2 separate regions of the Astyanax mexicanus genome follow, and region 1 is linked to region 2. A link is a contact called in public Hi-C data. All regions are on one chromosome and are shown on one strand. The core of a region is the stretch at or near the end of the contact, and the rest is flanking DNA. Distances in the headings are between cores, read along the strand shown.

Region 1 (3,212 bases), core at 379-2,878, 130 kb after region 2:
ATATATATATATATATATTAAATGTTGGTCTAATAAAATGTGGTAAAATGTGTTGTGATACTGATATAACTGTCCATTTTTCTTTTGTAGAATGCCAGTAAAGCTTTTCATAGGCACAGATTAATAGTACATAATATAAGTTATATTATATTAACGCTACAGTAAAGCTGACCTAACTAAATACACAAGATTAAGAGAGTAGAGGACTTTTCAGGAGATTCTTCTGATTCTTCTGTGTTGCCTTTTATTAGTCACAACTTACTGCAGTGGGGTAAAATGTGGGGATATATTGTGTTGTGACATTAATTTGGGTCTCTTTATGTGTATGATAGTACAGAATATAAGTTAAATACTATATTAATGATACTGTAAAGCTGACAGTAGAAATAAAGATGGAGATTTTCTCTTGGGAAATACTTTCTATTTGCTAAAGCTTCTCTGTTATGTCTTTTATCAGTCGTAAGGCGTAATTTAGTGTGGTAAAACGTGGGGAAATGTTGTGTTGAGACATTGATTTAGGTCTTTTCATGGGTATTCTAGTACAGAGTATAAGTTATATTATATTATTCCTACTGTAAATTTGGCCTAAATAAAAATGTAGATTTTCTCTTTGCTAAATCTTCTCTTTTATGTCTTTTATCAGTTGCAAGTGTAATTAAATGTGGTAAAATGTGGTGTTGTGATACTTGTTTAGGTTGATTCATAAGTATTTTAGTACATAACAGACGTTATATTAAATTAACTTTATTCTTTGTTGCCTTTTTTCAGTCGCAACTTAATAAAGTGTAGTAAAATGTTGGAAAATGTTGGAAAATGTTGTGACATTGATTTAGGTGTCTTCATAGGTATTCTAGTACAGAGTATAAGTTATATTATATATTAATGCTACCGTAAAGTTGGCCTGAATAAAGATGGAGATGGGGATCTTCTCTTGGGAAATACTTTCTCTTTGCTAAATCTTCTCTTTTATGTCTTTTATCAGACACAAGCGTATTAAAATGAGGTGAAATGTGTTTAAACACTTCTATTATACTAAAATAAACTAAAACAAACAGAGAAAACTGTTCAATTCACATATTTAAGTGGCTGAAAGCCACAGTTTTAAGTCTTCTGCTCTGTGGGTCAGTGTAACCTGATCCTGCCTGAGTTCATTTTTCTCAGCCCCTCTCTCTCTCTTTGTTCCAGCAGCTCAGCTGAAAAACCCTCCAGCAAACTTCTGGAAACTAAAGAAAAAGGAGCAAAGTACGTAGAACAATGACATTTTCTAAAAGGACACAGAGTAAAAAAGGCATAAACTCACATAATGTTTGCTGGGATTTCTCCTCTTCTGCACATCTTGAACTGTTACATCTTGAACAGTCCTTCGTGGCATGTTGCCTCCTCCTCTCTCTTCTCCTCTCTGAGGAAAGTTCCCAGTAAAAAGGACTGAACTGGGGGAAGGAAAGGCTCAGAGCTGACTGGGAGCTGCTGGGTTAATGTGTGGCATCTGTTTTAGGCTGGAGAAGAGCTTGAGAAGAGCTGGAGAAGAGCTGAAGAAGAGCAGAAGAGCTGGAGAATGGCTGCTGGAATAGTCCACGTAGTCCAGTTTCCTGCAGGAGAAGCTCTCTGCTGTTCCCCTGTTTACTGCTGCTGCTGCTGCCAGCCTGCCTTTACCCACCTGTTTTCAGGAAGGCCCCGCCCACAAGTGCTGCTATTGGCTGGAAATCTCACCTCCACTGCTATGATTCTACGATTCTGCTGTCTTTTCCCCACCTATTTTCCGTTAAACCCCGCCTATCAGAGAGTCAATTGGCTGAAAACACACCTCCACTGCTGTGAGCTATGATTCAGCTGTCTTTTGGCTCTGTCTTTTTCCACCTATTTTTCGTTAAACCCCGCCCACCCGAGAGTCAATTGGCTGGAAATCTCATACCTAAAGATGTGATTAGCTATTCTGTAAAATAATTCACTCTTAGCCAATCCCAGCGAAGAAGGGAGGGTGTTGCCTGAAAACGGGTGAGAGGAAAAATAAGAATGGCTGCAGCCGCTCCCATCAGAAATCTCCAATCTCACCTTCACTGCTGTGATTCAGCTTTCTTTTCACACCCATTTTCATTTAAACCCCGCCCACCTAAGAAACAATTGGCTGATAATCTAATACCGAATGCTGTGATTAGCTAGTCTGCAAAGGAATTGACTCTTAGCCAATCCCAGCAAAGGAGGGAGGGGCTTGCCTGAAAACAGGTGAGAATAAAAATACGAATGGCTGAAGCCGCTCCCAGCAGGGTTGCCAGGTTCGCGCAGGTTTTCCCTTTAAATTGGGCTTGTTTGAAAATCCAGAGACGGCGGGGTGCGATTTTTTTTGTTAAAAATGACCGCGACCACCAAAAAAAAAAAAAGGACTAATTATGTTACTATTAAATGTTATAAAAAAACCTAATAAAATCAATAATGTTTTTTTTTTGTTAAAAATGTGCGTTTTTATGTTAAAAGTTACCGCGGACCACAAAAAAAAAAAAAACAGTGCTTTTTTTTGCTAATTATGTTACTATAAAATGTTCTTGACTCGAAGATAAAACTGTTATAAAATAATTAATAAAAACACAAATGTTTTTTTTGATAAAAAGGTGCGTTTTATGTTAAAAATGACGACAAAAAAAAAACCAAAAAAGTAAGTCCTTTTTTTTGCTAATTATGTTACTATTAAATATTCTTGACTCGAATATAAAACTGTTATGAAAGAACTAATAAAAACACAAATGTTTTTTTTTGTTTAAAAGGTGCGTTTTTTTATATGACGACAAAAAAAACTCCAAAAAAGTCAGTTCTTTTTTTTTTGCTAATTATATATATATATATATATATATATATATATATATATATATATATATTTTTTTTTTATTTATTTATTTATTTTTGTTAAAAGGTGCGCTTTTTTGTTAAAAATTACTGCAGCCAACAAATAAAGTAAAAAAACCCGTTTCTAATACCAAGTTAATTTAACTGTTTAAACGCTGCTGCTGCTGCTGCTGCTGCTGCTGCTGCTGCTGTTGCTAAAGGTGGCACAATATGGTTTTAACTTTAGAAGAAGTGATTTATTCATAATATCGCTGTTGCAATGCTGAGCATGAGGATCTGAAACCAGTTAGTGCGGAAACAAAAATAGATTGGGAAACATGTTTTCACAGAACTATAAACCACTGCATAGAGAAGGTCCAGCAAAATCTGCACAC
Region 2 (3,143 bases), core at 558-3,057:
TGACTTGATAAGGGGTTAATTTTATACATCTGTAGCAATGGGGCAGAATGAATCACCTAAATCCAGTGAAGACTGTGATGTAACAGTTTTGGGACTTTGAAACTGGCCTGTTTTCCAGCTCTGTTTTTGTTGTGCAGGATTTTCTTTGAACTTAGAAGATGACAGAGTTGGAGTTTCATTGCATTCTGTGTTAACTTGTGTGTGTGTGTGTGTGTGTGTGTGTGTTTTAGGAACTGGCCTTCACCTATGATGACTGTGCTGTACTGCGAGGCAGAAGATACTAAGAAGAAGCAAAATTAAGGAGTTTATACCCAGCTCATTCAGTACATCACTTTATGACTATATATGAAGTTTTATTATAGTTCTAAACTTTTGCTGTATGTCTTTATTCTAAATACTAATGTTTTTGTTCTTTTATGTGAGTATGTTCTATGTATACGTTCTTTCACGTAAACTTGTTTCTGAGCTTCAATCTTATAAACAAATATATAAAAATATTATATAATATTATATTATATTATATATTTTTAAACCTTTGTTGTTCAGTGTTTTCATAATCTCATTTATCAAATATTACAGCAAATAAATTTTGATTGCATCACAACGACTCCTTAGCATTTATTTGTTTATTTATTTATTTATTTATTTATTAATATTTTCTGTATCTATTTCAGTCTCTCTTTTCTTCTTTCACTGCTTCTCAGTTTATGTCTTTACCCTATATAAACACTAGATGGAGGCATTGTGCAGATATAGTGCTCTAACTTGCTTTATTAATCTTTTTTTATTTTTATTTATTTATTGTTTTATTTAGTTTTGAGTCACAATGAGTTACAATATGTAATTGTTGTTTTTGAGCTTTTCTCTCCTCTTTTTTTGTATTTTAAAATAAATTTCGGTTGTGTTTAGTTATATTTCATATTCTTGCAATAAGGACATTAAGGAGTTCAAATCATATTAAAAGTGTTAAACTGTAAAGAGTATTAAAGCATCACAAAAGGCTTTATGTGCCTAAAAGCTGGTAAAGAAGGTTAAACTGTTTGAAAAAATAAACAAACTACAAATCCCATGATGCCTCGCCGTGTTGGGGGCGTGGCCTAGGTGACAGGCGTGCGTTCTAGCTCGCACAGGAGTTCAGTTCAGTTTAGTGAACTGATTCTTTTGAATCGTTCTGTTTCTGGGTGGATCTGATCACAGAGTTTTATGAAGTCACAGTTCTTCTCAGTGAATTAATTAAATAGATTAAAAATATCTCCTGCTATCAGGAAATATTAAATATCATTGAGTAAAGTTTTGGTTGCATTACAACCTTTATTCAACATTATACCAAAGTTCTTTAAACGTTTTGGATTTACTGACTTTTTTTCTGTGTTTAGTTGAGTAGTTCTTGTTTCTCATAACCTGGATTAGAACATTACTCAAATATTCACTATTCACTGTATATCTGTAACTCTACCTCAAAAATACAAAAAGGAGGAAACACGATAAACAAAGAACACAAACATAAAACATACACAAAAACACTTAATTTTTAAAGGCATATTTGATATTTTTTAATATACTATTTTAATATATTTAACTTATATTTATATTATAGCGTTGCTTTAGAAACTGAACCATCTTGCGCCAAGAAAAAGGTACAATATGACGTTCGTTCTTAAAATGACGTAAGTATAAATATTTCTTCTCAGCTGACTCAGTTCAGTAATATTCGATTCTTTTGAACCTATGAATCGGTTCGTCTGAATCGTAGAAAAGAACCGGATCAAGAGAACCGATTCTCTGCGGATCGGAGCCGCTGCGGTTTGAGTGTGTGAGAGCTGCAGGTGGGCGCCACTCGGTGCGCGCGAGCGGCGAGATGTTCGCGTTCAGATCCTGTTCTTTAGTTTCTACAGATTTAGGAGTTTTAATGTTTTAGTTTTTGTGGTTTTTGAGCTGTGAGGATGGAGTAGGAGGGAGTTTTGGGAGAGTTTGAGCTTTTGGAGTTCACTTATACCCCAGTAAACTCCGCCGGAGAACTCTGAGACTCAGTTTAACAGAGTTATACAGAGTTTTATTGAGTTTTATTCAGGTTAATTCTGCTTTATTCACCATGGCTTCAATATTCGGCCGGATTTTTCGTCTCCCCACTCTGGATAAGAAGAGAGTGAAGCAGTATGAACACGTTCACAGGGATGTGAACCCCGGTGATCAGTGGGAGATAGTAGGAGAGCTGGGGGATGGAGCTTTTGGGAAAGTTTATAAGGTGAGTTTCTCTCAGTTTCCTGTATTTAAATCACTGATTCCTGTGTTTAACAGCAGAACCAGTCCAGCTACTTTTACTGGTTGGTTTTTCAGGCTCTGCTCTGAAGAGCTGACTGTTTGAAACTGGGTGCTTCCCACTATTGGACTTTTTGGAGTGGAAAGAAGCTTTATTTACAGGTTTATTTAAACTTTACAGTTTGTAAATATCAGTTACTAAGAGTTTCACATCGTTAACACTATAAACAATTTATACACATTTGCTTGTTGTTTTTAAGGCACTATAAAAGTGTATTGACTTTCAGAAACTGGGAAATAGGGTGTTTGTAAAGTTGCTTAATGAAATGGACTAAAAGGAGCTTTTTGTAAACTTTACAGTTTAGAAATCCAGTTTAATCTCATTGACTGTGAGCTTCACACCTTTTTATATTTTGACCAGTTGGTTTGGCAGTACAGTGTTGGGTGTTTTTCACCATTGGGTTGATTTGACAGGGGATATATTGCAGACTTTACTCATTCTGTAGACTTTACATTTATATGCTCATCTACATTTGCTTGTTGGTTTTTCAGACTCTACAGTGAGGCACTGACTGAAATTGGGTGTTTTTTCTCTATTGGGCTGCTTGAAGTTTGTTGAGTATTTTACATATATCAAGACTCTATTAACTAAATTGGACAAATTGAAGTTTTTGTAAACTTTACAGATTGTAAATCCAGTTTAATCTCAGGGACCGTGAGCTTTAAACCTTTTATACTATTAACAGTTTTATTGGCAGTACTGTATAGCAGTGTCTGTCTGAAACTGGATGTTTTTTACCATTGGGTTGGTTTGACACAAGATACACCTATGACCCAGCCTTGATTGGGCATTCTGTAGAGTTTACAGTTATAACTTTACAATT

Evidence for each region. Hi-C and Micro-C count contacts between places; a contact is called where the count stands out from the background.
Region 1: a contact with region 2 is called in a Hi-C map of muscle, with 9 times the contacts expected there. The contact joins the promoter of sh3pxd2b here to the promoter of stk10 in region 2. A contact is called at or near these places in 2 of 3 Hi-C or Micro-C datasets (both in muscle).

The regions. Positions count from the first base shown.
Region 1 is chr17:45,795,012-45,798,223 of AstMex3_surface, forward strand. It overlaps sh3pxd2b (SH3 and PX domains 2B), which reads right to left and starts at 1,629. Exons shown (of 13, transcript XM_022676622.2): 1 at 1,301-1,629. The coding sequence starts at 1,372.
Region 2 is chr17:45,663,921-45,667,063 of AstMex3_surface, forward strand. stk10 (serine/threonine kinase 10) reads left to right here and starts at 1,808. Exons shown (of 19, transcript XM_022676618.2): 1 at 1,808-2,245. The coding sequence starts at 2,093. zmp:0000001268 (CYTL1 domain-containing protein) reads left to right here. Exons shown (of 4, transcript XM_007252796.4): 4 at 231-555. The coding sequence ends at 284.